2 separate regions of the Pan troglodytes genome follow, and region 1 is linked to region 2. Evidence: chromatin contacts called from public Hi-C data. All regions are on one chromosome and are shown on one strand. The core of a region is the stretch at or near the end of the contact, and the rest is flanking DNA. Distances in the headings are between cores, read along the strand shown.

Region 1 (5,730 bases), core at 154-2,653, 450 kb before region 2:
CCCGACCTCTATTATAATCTTATGGGACTACCATCCATAATGGTTCATCGTTGACAGAATATTTTGTTATGAGGGGCATGACTGTACTAATTTACAAGAAACAGAAAATGGAGGATACTGTTACAGAGGACCACAGGCATCCAATCCATAAAAATCTACAGGACAAAGTACTCAGTTTTTCAACTGATTGCCAGGATAACAAAACAGAGAGGGACATGGAAGGGGAATCTATGGAATAAAAGATTTAAGAGAAAAAGGAACCACCTATAATATGTGCAGCTGATTTTTATCTTAATTCAAACAAGCTGTAAAAAATGTGCATATGCATTTATGAGATAATTATAAATTTAAATACTGACTAGTTTATGATATTAATGAATTATTGCTAATGTTAGGTGAATTTATTGTTTTGTGGTTACTTTTTGAAAAGGAATTATTATCTATAGAACTACATATTGAAATATTTACAGATGAAATAACATATTGGCTGGGAGCAGTGGCTCATGCCTGTAATTCCAGCAATTTGGGAGGCCAAGGCAGGAGGATCACCTGAGGTCAGGAATTCGAGACCAGCCTGGCCAACATGGTGAAACCCCGTATCTACTAAAAATACAAAACTTGTGGCCAGGCATGGTGGCAGGTGCCTGTAATCCCAGCTATTCGGGAGTCTGAGGCAGGAGAATTGATTGAATCTGGGAGGCGGAGGTTGCAGTGAGCCGAGATTGTGCCACTGCACTCCAGCCTGGGTGACAGAGCAAGACTCTGTCTAAGGAAAAAAAAAGAAAGAAAGAAAGAAAGAACATATCAAATTTGCTCCAAAATAATACAGGAGAGAGGATATGTGTAAAACAAGATCAGGCCACATGCTGCTAATTGTTAAAGCTGGACAAAAAGTACATGGGGACTTATTACACTATTATCTCTACTTGTATGTATCTTTGAAATTTTTTTCATGTTAAAACATTTCTCTAAAAAAAAAGAGTATTATGAAAGTATCTGGTTTCTATGAAAAATGATTATTTTTCCAAAAGAGAGAAAAGACTGGCCCCCCTCTTTCCTGTATTTCCTCACCTCTCCAAATAATCTGCTCACATTTGTCACACTTAGACATGTACTCCCGACCCAAACAGAAAAGTAACCAGAATTCTCGTAGCATCTGTTAGGTGCTAAATAAGTAGAAAGAGTTCTAGTTTAAAATGTGTGACATTCACTTGTGAAGACAGAGAAGCTGAGAGGGGACCCCGTCCTTTGTTAGATGCTGCTCTGCTCATTCTCCATGGCTCTTGGAAACAAGACCCCAAAGAGAAACTGGTCCTCAAGAGACAGATCCAAGACTGAGCACAGGCTATGCCACAACCTCCACCAGCTGTGGGAAAAGACCATGTGGGGTGTGAATGGCAGCACCCAGCACCGTGCCTGCCGCGTGGTGGCGCTTTATAAATGTTTGAGAAGGAAGAGAGGAAGTTGATTTAGTGGGTTTAGTTTTTAATTGGGTCTGAATAAAAGGTGAGCTTTTGCAATATCCTCTAATCCCCCTCATATATCCTTGTTGCAGAAGGAAAAGTTGAGTGAGAATGTAATTGCCAAGACCCCTTAAAGTGACATTGGTCATAGCAAATGTAGCAGCTTCCTGTCTTAGTAAGAACTTTTAGGACGTGCTGGGCTGACGCTGTCAGCTGCTGCTTTGTAAAAATAAGCCCTATAATTAGATTGCTACTCCTTATGAAGCCCACTCAAGTGCTATCCTTTATTTTTAACCTTTATCACAGTCCTCAAGACAGAGTGTGTAGGGCCTCGCCCACAGCTGCTGAGTCAAACCCCAGCAGGCTCCACCCTTCCTGCTCCCAGCTGCATTCCGCTAAAAAAAAGGCCTGCCAGCTCCCTACGCAATGGAACGCGGGGTCTAAGCACACAGACGGTTGCAGGGAATCTAATATCCAGGCAGCACTGAGAAAGAACAGCTGCGCCAAATTTGAATCTTCTTTATTTACTCAGCCAGGCAGCTAACACACACAAATAACATTGTTTCATCTTGAATGCACAGAATTCACAACTGCCTTCTTAGCTCACTCCTGTTGCTCAACAATCCTTTTTTACACTTGCATGTTTAATGTAAATAACTTTCACAGAGTCTTCCACTTTCTCTGTATCGATATTACGAACCTGTTGGCATAGTTAGTTGAGACAATAAACATTTAATAATCTTGTGGGTCAGGAGTGGGAATGCCAGAGGAATGCTTATAGCAAAGTCAAGGGAAAGTATTATAGGGCAAAGGGATGTAATGGGGATTTCATTATATTTTGTTGCTTTCTTTTTTGTTGCTTATAACTTGGTATTCACATTCTCTAACAGATTCTTTGAAAAAGTGTGTGCATAGCAAATAGGGCTCCATTTAAATGGACACATTAGGGTGAAGGGTCTATAGAGTTGTTCACTGCAGGAATTAATGTCATACTCTGTCTGTACAAATAATTGTATTAGGTGACAGGCAATACCAACGTTTATATAATTTGTGCTATATATAGCAGATGTAACTCAGAGGCTGTGTACTTAATCCTATAAAAATCTCAACATAAGACATTCTTCCTCCAGTGCCCACAGATCCCACAAACCCTTTGCATTCTAATTAAAGCTCTGCTGGGGTTAAGGCTAATTGGTAATAAAACCCAGGCCTGTGAGAAAGCCTTTCTGTAAAACAAAGAATCCATTTGTCATGCAAATAAGCAGCCTCCAAAGTGGTAAATTTGAATTTTGAATGTTCACCTGTTATCTTAACATTTCTTAGAATGTGGTTCAGCCAGTAATTGCTAGATCATTATTTTCCAGTTTTCCTCATTGCCATCCTTCAAAGAGCTAAAGAGCATGTTATTTGTATTGTTAAATTAATATTTTGTTGTTGTAGACCTAAAGTAAATGAATCACTGTAGTTGTCTTTGGTTTTCTTTGGAGAATGTGTTTGCATTCTAAACATTTTCCAATACAATAATTTCTTTGAGAAAATTTGTCGGTTTCCTTAAATAATAATCTTCAGGTTAGGCTTGAAATTCAAAAGTATGGTGGTTCCTTCCTGATGAAGGTCCTTAAAGGTCTTTACACTCCATTCTTGTGGAAGTTTCTGGGCACTAGAGGGCGCTCTCAGCACACTGGGACGGGATTTGTTAGTTGCACAGAATTAAGAGCCATGCGCTGATTGTTGGGCCTTGGGCCCTGCTGGGGGCCCAAAATCAGCCTGCAGAGAGAAGCCACCTCCGTGAGCCTGCATTGGCTCTCAACTGCAAAGTGCCAATTCATCTGCCTTCAGTGAACCAACTGACCAAACCAACTGCTGAGCTTTCTCCCCCAAGGGAAAGGCTGGCTGCTACAAAGATTTTTTTTTACTCATTTCTGAATAAAATATTTCATGGTCAACAATTGTTTTCACATGCACTACCTTGCCTGCTGTCCTTCACTGACAACATTTCAGGGTCTCGGAAGGCATGGAATACAATGCATGTTCAGGACTGCAACCTGATGGTGATGTGTAATGAAGTTTAGTGTTGGATTTCGATCTTGGCCAAATGGTGACTCCTTGGTGACAGGTCATGTGCTTACTTCCTCAGCAGATGAGATCTCCTCCAGCCTCACTTGTGACCAATGATGTACCATGAACACAGGCTGGTGTTGAAGCTCAGTATGTAGCCCCCTTGGCTAGAATACACACTTGATAATAGTAGCAAAGTGAAATCAGCAGAGTGTAGCAATGCCCTGAGAGGACCTAAAAGAACTGGGTGAAGGAGGCCTTAAGGATTGACAACTAATACCTAATGGCTAAGACCTAAGAGGGTAGAAGAAGAAGAGGTCCTCCACAATTAGCATTTGGCACATAATAATGTGAAGCAAGACACATCACTTCCTAGTAATATGCTATAAACAGGTGATAAAGGGCGAGGGGTTGCTCCCCAGTGAGGAATCCAGTCCAAACCCAGAGACCAGCTCACAGCCACCCGAGTCCAAAACAACTAGATCTTTGTTAGACAATTGCCATCCAAACCAGAGTGTTATGAAATGAATTGTGTACCTCCACCCTTCAAATTCATATGTTGAAGTCCTAATCCCCAATGTGTTTGTATTTAGAAACAGGGCCTTTATGGAAATAATTAAAGATAAATGAGGTCATAAGGGTAGGGCCCTAATCCAGTAGGACTGGTGACCTTATAGAAAGAGAACGAGACACCAAAGATCTCTCTCCACAAACGCACACAGAGGAAAGGCCTTGTCTATGTGAGCACACAGTGAGAAGGTTGCCTTACTAGAAACCAACCCTGCTGGCACCCTGATCTTGGACTTCCAGACTCTAGAACTGTAAGAAAATAATGTCTGTTGTTTAAGCCACCCAGTCTGTGTACATTCTTTTATGGCAACCCAAGCAGACTAATAAACAAGAGGTTATGGCAACACTGACAAAATTCTTGAGGGATCTTTGAGGAATACAGAACTCTCCTGGAAAAAAAAATGAAGGAGCATTAAAAACCAGTTTTAGGTGTTTTACCTATAATCTACCTTGTTCATGTAAAAACGACAGCAATTTCTTAGGTAAATTTTGTGCAAATATCCCATTTCATCAAATCTAAGAAACCAATGCTTATAAGGCATTACTGTATTTGCTATTAAGAGAAGAAAAGTGACAATTGTTATGCTCCATGTATTGTAAGACAGTCTTTATTTCAAAGACAGTAAAATGTGAAAATATGTATGTATGTACATAAACACATATACGTAACATATACATATACATCTTAGCATTGATTGGTAAGATTAACTCAATGTTTATTGACCCATTTGTCAGGAACTTTTTGCCTATACTAGACACTGGGAAAATAAAAATAAGCAAACAAGATGTCAAGTCTCAGGAGTACTAATTCACTAACCCTTTGAAGGCACAGAAATATAAATGTATTGTGGCAGTCCCCAAGACTCCTCGTATTACGCTGCCCTTTTAGGCCATCTAAAGTAGTCACAATACGGAGTGTTGTCTCAAGTGCCCCAAACACAGTATGCTCTTAATCTGAAATTTACTCATATACAGACTTGCAGTATAGTCTTAAGGGTGGCAGCTAGGTACAATAATTCTACCCCCGAACAAGGAATAAATAAGTAAACAAACATCTCTTAAGAAATTGACTCTTGGCCAGGCGAGATGTTTCACACCTGTAATCCCAGCACTTTGGGATGCCAGGGTTGGTGGAACTCTTGAGTCCAGGAGTTCCAAACCAGCCTGGGCAACATGGCAAAACCCTATCTCTACAAAAAATACAAAAAAAAAAAAAAAAAACCTGGGTATGGTGGCATGCACCTGTAGACCCAGCTACTAGGGAGGCAGAGGTGGGAGGATCACCTGAGCCTGGGGAGATCAAGGCTGCAGTGAGCTATGATCATGCCTCTGCACCCCAGCCTGGGCAACAAAGTGAGACTTCGTCTCAAAAAAAAATAAAAGAAACTGACTCTGACTCAACTTTCAATCCACCACAAAGACTTCCAAGTTGTTATGGGTTGAATTTTGTCCCCCCAAAATTCATACATTGAAGTCCTATCTCCCTACTACCTCCGAATATGGCCTTATTTGGAAATAGGGTTGTTGCAGATGTAGTCAGTTAAGATGAGATCATATCTGAGTAAAATAGCCCCTAATTCAGTAAGGCTGGTGTCCTTATAAGAAGGGGGAATTTGGACACAGGCATATGTAAAAGGAG
Region 2 (6,141 bases), core at 1,588-4,087:
TGTCTACATGCTCATTTCAGGTCAGACATTTGATCAACATCATTACACAAACCCCGTTCCAAACATGCTCAAGGAAAACACACTGTTCCAGACATGCTCAAGGAAAATACAGTCAGTATTCATCAGCCAAGCCTTAAGCCATTAGCTCAGCAGTAAGCATATCACCATCAGCATTTTCATGAAGTCTATCTACTGTTTTCATTAATACTTACCAGAACCATTAAGCTGGTCCAGGCAAGTTGGACTCCACCTAAGAAATAAGAGTGGTCTTAGAATAGCCACAGATGAGTGTTCACCCCCTGCCAAAACTAACAAATGCCTTTAGTCAGTTAGAGCTAATTAAGACCTTCATGTTCAGTCAGCATTTGCTTATCATCATCCAGGCTGCATTTACAAACTTTCTTATTAATCATAACAAGACAAGAATCCGCCATTTATTTAATGCATTCAGCACTAGTAGGAGGTAACTAAAAAGCCATTTGTGCCGTAGGCAGTTTGCCCAGTTACCTGTTTACTTGGATACAGTTTCACTTACCATTTCAACTTCCAGCTTTCTGTCTAATGCCTGTAATTTTAATACAATTGTCAGCAAAAAATATTTTAATGGTAGATTGGTGGTACACTGCTTAACCATTAACAGCAAACCACAACCACCCCAGATACATCAGACAGATAGTACATCTCTTCATGATTAAATCTGCTGAACTATGCAACCATCATAGTATCTGTTTTCACATTTTCTTCAGTATTAAACTTAGTATCAATATGAGAGCAAAATTCTCATTTGAAAAGAGGGGAGAGAAGCACTAACATAGATAATCATCATTGCTTTGGCTATTTTCTAATCCCTTAAAAGTGAGAAGTACAAAATAGAGGTTTCTCACCTGTGTGCCAATGGCTTGAGTTAGGCTTGCTGTTTAGGACCTGGGAAGAAACAACTTCATGTGAACTTAGGTGTACTCTCTATGTTCCCCAAATCACCATTTTGGGTGCCTCAGTTAAGATAATGGTGGTTAAGATCCTCATCATTCTAGCACTCAAGAGTAGCAAATAAACTGTCATCATTGTGGCACATCCAATGGCTTTAAATCTTTTTGAGAGGGAATTTTCAACTTACTTCAGTAGCTATTCTCATCCTTCCTTGGGGACACAACTAGAAAACAAAAAGATGCAAGCAAAACAGTGAGAATGAACCTCACAGCAGTCACGTTAAATATAAATGGTTAACATTAAAGCCTCAGAATATTATTTCAGAAATCCCTTCTGTCCACTACTCTTAAAGCATCACAGGCTGAGACCACCTCTTAGATTTCATTCTTCCCACCATACTTTCCCCAATTCTTACCTGTCCATAAGGTGCTATCCAGAGCCACACTGCATCTGCACCCAGCACCATACCTAAAGAGATCGGGTACAGATTTTAATTCATTGTTCCACGGTTCTTTTTTTTTTTTTTTTTTTGAGACGGAGTCTCGCTCTGTCGCCCAGGCTGGAGTGCAGTGGCGCGATCTCGGCTCACTGCAAGCTCCGCCTCCCGGGTTCACGCCATTCTCCTGCCTCAGCCTCCCGAGTAGCTGGCACTACAGGCGCCCGCCACCACGCCCGGCTAATTTTTTGTATTTTTAGTAGAGACGGGGTTTCACCGTGTTAGCCAGGATGGTCTCGATCTCCTGACCTCGTGATCCGCCCGCCTCGGCCTCCCAAAGTGCTGGGATTACAGGCGTGAGCCACCGCGCCCGGCCGGTTTTTTTTTAAAGAACGTGTTCTTTAAAAAAACGGTTCGTCTTTTTAAACCAATGATGCAGGTAACATACCATTCATTATCTAGCGACAGGTAAAGGATACACTTAATGTTACAAAGAAGCACTGCACCCGCAGTTAAGAACCACCGATGGCGGCCGGGCGCGGTGGCTCACGGCTTGTAATCCCAGTATGTTGGGAGACCACGGCTGGTGGATCACCTGAGGTCAGGAGTTCAAGACCAGTCTCGCCAACATGGTGAAACCCCGTCTCTACTAAAAATATAAAAGCCTAGCATGGTGGCGCGCGCCTGTAGTCCCAATTACTTGGGAGGCTGAGGCAGAACTGCTTAACTCGGGACGCGGAGGTTGCCATTAACCGAGATCGAGCCACTGCATTCCAGCCTGGGTGACAGAACGAGGCTCGGTCTCAAAAAAAAAAAGAAAAAAGAAACACTAATGGAAATATTGGTGACACTGCGGAATGCAGGCACTTAAGCACGTGGACTACCACCGACAGCCTTTCATGAGAGCGGACGGCTGATGGAGGCTGGGGTCACGGCCCTTAACAATAGCTTACTCGGGTGACTCGGCATGTGCCACCATCAGAGCGGTTGGCATTCATCATTACTCTCAGATGTCCCTACCAACACAGGCTTCATCAGAGGCAGGGCACGAGAGCCGAGGCTTCTCCGCAGTTCTACTCTAACATAGTCGCAGCTTAGGTCCGCATGCACCATATGTGCAATCCCCCACCATCCTCAACTTGTAGGCCGTGCAAAGGCGCGCGACTGGCTTAAAAGTCCCAGTCAATTCAGGGTGACCTTAGCAGACAAAGGCTGGAGCGCCCAAAAACCCGCAACATTCGCAAAGAAATAACATACCTTACAGTACTCGACTCCTACCTCGAAAAGACAGTATGGTGCCTGGGCTCCTGTATATAAGAGTTCTTTTGATGACGTCACGACGCACGCTCCCGGCAGCGTCCGCTTCGGCTCCTCCCCCTAACCTCCCTCAATCTTCCCCTCATCCAGTACCACCTTCTTCCCACCCCTTAAGTCCGCCCCTTTTCCCCGCCCTTCCTCGCCATTGTGGGCAGAGACATGACCGTCCACGTGATGCCGTGCTCCCGCCCTCCTCCCGACTGAGGAGGAAGAGCAGAGAGGGGAGGGGGCGCGAGGCAAGGAAAGCTCTGGGGATGGGGGAAGGGGGGGCGGTGTAAGGCTGAGTGATTTCCTTCCGGCACGTCGCCCGCTCCGTGGGAGGGGGTGGGGGGTTTCACTTCCGGGACGGTGTTCCGGCCCATTCCGGCCCATTTCCACCCCCGGAGGTAGGTGCTGCTCCTTGACTGGACTCGGGCCCCACACCCCAGTGCCACTTCCCTGCACCGGGGTCACCTCGCCCGCCCTCCGCCGCAGCGCGCTCCTGGGGCGCTCAGCTACTTTCCTTCACCTCCAGGCACCGGGCGACCTTCCACCCCCTTGGCCCCCGGCCGGGCTGATCTGCCGGACCCGCCCCCTCGCGGGGCCCCTCCCTCAGGACCCCGGGAAGGGCGGCCCCCTCCCCCACCGCAGCCGGGACACACCCAGATACGCACACCCACCTCCCGGCAGCTCCCCGCCCGCCGCCGCCTGGAGCCGGTCCCCGGGCGCCGCCCCCTTCCTAGTTCTCACCTGAGCGCTGGCTCCCCCGCCCGACGCCTTGTCCCCATCTTCTCCGAAGTTCCTCAGTGACATTTTGCCCTTTAGCCAGTTCCCCTCTCCCCAGGCTTCCTAACGCAGAAGAAAGCTGCTCAAGTGCTGGAGTGGCCAACCCCATGCCGTTCCCAATTCTCCCTTTTACAGCTCTCACCCCTCCAGTGCCGACGGTAGCGAAAGACTTTCCTCCAGGGGCTTCCTCACTGGGGAATTGCCGGAAAGAGCAAACAAAAAAGGCGCTGGTGTAGGCTCCAAAATAAACACATCTGAATTCATGATGGCATCGACAGAGGCTCTTATTGGATTAAAAGTTTCAAAACAAACAATAACGCTTTGGAAAAAGGTCAGATTGGCTAAAGTTGATTGTTGAAAACAGTGTATACACTTCCCTATTTAATAAGTGTGTTGTTAATGCGGGGCAGTACTGTGAGCTTGGCAGAGTAAGTTCCTGAAGTTTCAGGTGTGGTGTAACTATGTAATATATAGATAAGTGAACGCACATTGGGCTTAAGTAAATGTCTTCTTGTTCGGATTTATACAAACTATTTTCAGTAGTTGAAACTACTTTCAACTATCTTGTATACAGCTTCAGGTTTAGTGTTTCAGCCATTTTTTAAAAATATTTTAATGGAAAAATGTTGGCATACTTGGTAAATGCTGTATTTTTTCATCGGATCTGGAGAACTAAGTTTCAGGATGGAAGTATTCATCACCACCTCGGAATTGCCAACTTCGAATTTGGCAGATTTACCCAGCTTTCCTAATTTTGACAACTGAACTTCACATTCTCTGCATCTTGGTTGAATCCTGGCACAGCTGTGGGATTTTTCCTAGAGTTTGCTTCACAGCCCTATAACCAAAGTCTTTTTGTGGGGGGGCTCTGATTCTTAAGCTTAGAAATATTAGCCTACATTCATGTGGGATATTAGTCCTTTTATAAAATAATAAACATAATTCTTGCAGCAGGTAGTAAAATACTAAGAAGAGGGATATCAAGCCATCTATATAGAATTGCATTTATTCAGAAAGCTTTCCTCCTCCAGAGAAAAGTTGTAAAGTTATGAGATGTTATATTCAGTCTGCAAGTACCTTATAATTAACACTTAAAAGTCCTTCCCCCTACCTTCTGTTGAACTTCTGTTTTGATGTTATATAACTTATTAGTAAGGAAAGCATGGTCATAACATGAATTTTTAGGAGTCTAAAGATCACTTTTTAGTTTTAACTATGTCCTCCTGTGAAACTTAAACTAAAAAACCTGTTGGTGATTCTGTTTCCACATCTAAACATAAGGAAGGTATTTCTTTTATCTGGAGATTTTGAAATTTTACCAGATAACTATGTTTAAATACTTTTGAAATGGAAAACATCCGGGAAGTAAAATTATAATTATTAATGAGAATATGGTTTCTTTTTTCAGCAGGGTTGAATGCACCCTCAGGCACGACCATGGAGAAAGGTGGGAACATACAATTGGAGATTCCTGACTTCAGCAACTCTGTCCTGAGCCATCTAAACCAGTTGCGCATGCAGGGCCGTCTCTGTGATATTGTGGTCAATGTGCAAGGACAAGCTTTTCGGGCTCACAAAGTGGTGCTGGCTGCCAGCTCCCCCTATTTCCGGGATCACATGTCCTTGAATGAGATGAGTACAGTCTCCATTTCAGTCATCAAGAACCCTACTGTTTTTGAACAGCTCCTTTCTTTCTGTTACACAGGGCGGATATGCCTGCAACTGGCAGATATCATCAGCTACCTAACAGCTGCCAGTTTTCTGCAAATGCAGCATATTATAGACAAATGTACACAGATCCTGGAGGGCATTCATTTCAAAATTAATGTGGCTGAGGTTGAAGCAGAATTAAGTCAAACAAGGACAAAGCATCAAGAGAGACCTCCAGAGTCTCACAGGGTTACACCAAATCTCAACCGCTCCCTTAGCCCACGACATAATACCCCAAAGGGAAACCGGCGAGGTCAGGTTAGTGCTGTGCTGGATATCAGAGAGCTAAGTCCTCCTGAGGAGTCCACCAGCCCTCAGATCATTGAACCAAGTTCTGATGTAGAGAGCCGGGAGCCCATTCTTCGGATCAACCGAGCAGGACAGTGGTATGTGGAGACAGGAGTGGCGGACCGTGGGGGTCGGAGTGATGATGAAGTTAGAGTTCTTGGAGCAGTACACATCAAAACTGAAAATCTGGAGGAGTGGCTTGGGCCTGAGAATCAGCCTTCTGGAGAAGATGGGAGTAGTGCAGAGGAAGTAACAGCCATGGTGATTGATACCACAGGCCATGGTTCTGTAGGACAGGAAAATTACACTTTAGGGTCTTCAGGAGCTAAGGTGGCTCGGCCAACAAGCAGTGAAGTTGACAGGTAGGTTTGGTTTGGTTTGGTTTTCCCATGTAATGGCTATTGTGTAGACATCACTAAAGTGTCCTCTGTAGTACAGAGAGCATTTTCCTTACCTGATTTTCTTGGTCAAAATAAGTTGATGATGGGGAAACTGGAGGTGTGCCAAAAGACTTGCATTCTTATTTTTTTAAACCAGGAAGCTCCATTCCTGAAGTATTCACAATGTTGTGAGAACTGTGGTAAAGTTAGACACTTCCGTGAATCAGAATAGCATCTGCAGCCACACTAGGATAGGATCAGTAATTGCCAGGGCTTCCTCGGGATTCCAGGCAGGGAGCCGATCGTCAGCTGGGA

What was found. Hi-C and Micro-C count contacts between places; a contact is called where the count stands out from the background.
Region 1: a Hi-C map of stem cell-derived neural progenitor cells shows a contact between it and region 2, with 4 times the contacts expected there. The contact joins the enhancer-like site here to the promoter of ZBTB37 in region 2. A contact is called at or near these places in 1 of 7 Hi-C or Micro-C datasets (stem cell-derived neural progenitor cells) and 1 of 1 datasets of contacts at active chromatin or transcription factors (stem cell-derived excitatory neurons).

What each region holds. Positions count from the first base shown.
Region 1 is chr1:75,660,659-75,666,388 of NHGRI_mPanTro3-v2.0_pri, reverse strand. The region is part of intron 1 of TNFSF4 (TNF superfamily member 4); the gene reads right to left. Among named protein-coding and RNA genes, the nearest start is that of TNFSF4, 46 kb to the right of the region's middle. Within about 2 kb of position 1,403, at least 16 of the 24 cell types and tissues checked have an H3K27ac peak or open chromatin away from gene starts, as enhancers often do. A contact at or near this core is called in stem cell-derived excitatory neurons and stem cell-derived neural progenitor cells, where this site is marked.
Region 2 is chr1:75,216,174-75,222,314 of NHGRI_mPanTro3-v2.0_pri, reverse strand. ZBTB37 (zinc finger and BTB domain containing 37) reads left to right here and starts at 2,837. Exons shown (of 4, transcript XM_009438523.4): 1 at 2,837-3,069; 2 at 4,857-5,808. The coding sequence starts at 4,886. It overlaps LOC101059610 (a long non-coding RNA gene), which reads right to left and starts at 2,794. Exons shown (of 12, transcript XR_001711094.3): 1 at 2,624-2,794; 2 at 1,346-1,398; 3 at 1,118-1,153; 4 at 885-924; 5 at 536-565; 6 at 213-250. It overlaps LOC112207327 (small nucleolar RNA SNORD74), which reads right to left and starts at 2,415; the gene lies at 2,336-2,415. LOC112207401 (small nucleolar RNA SNORD75) reads right to left here and starts at 1,293; the gene lies at 1,234-1,293. It also overlaps LOC112207238, LOC112207370, LOC112207328 and LOC112207373.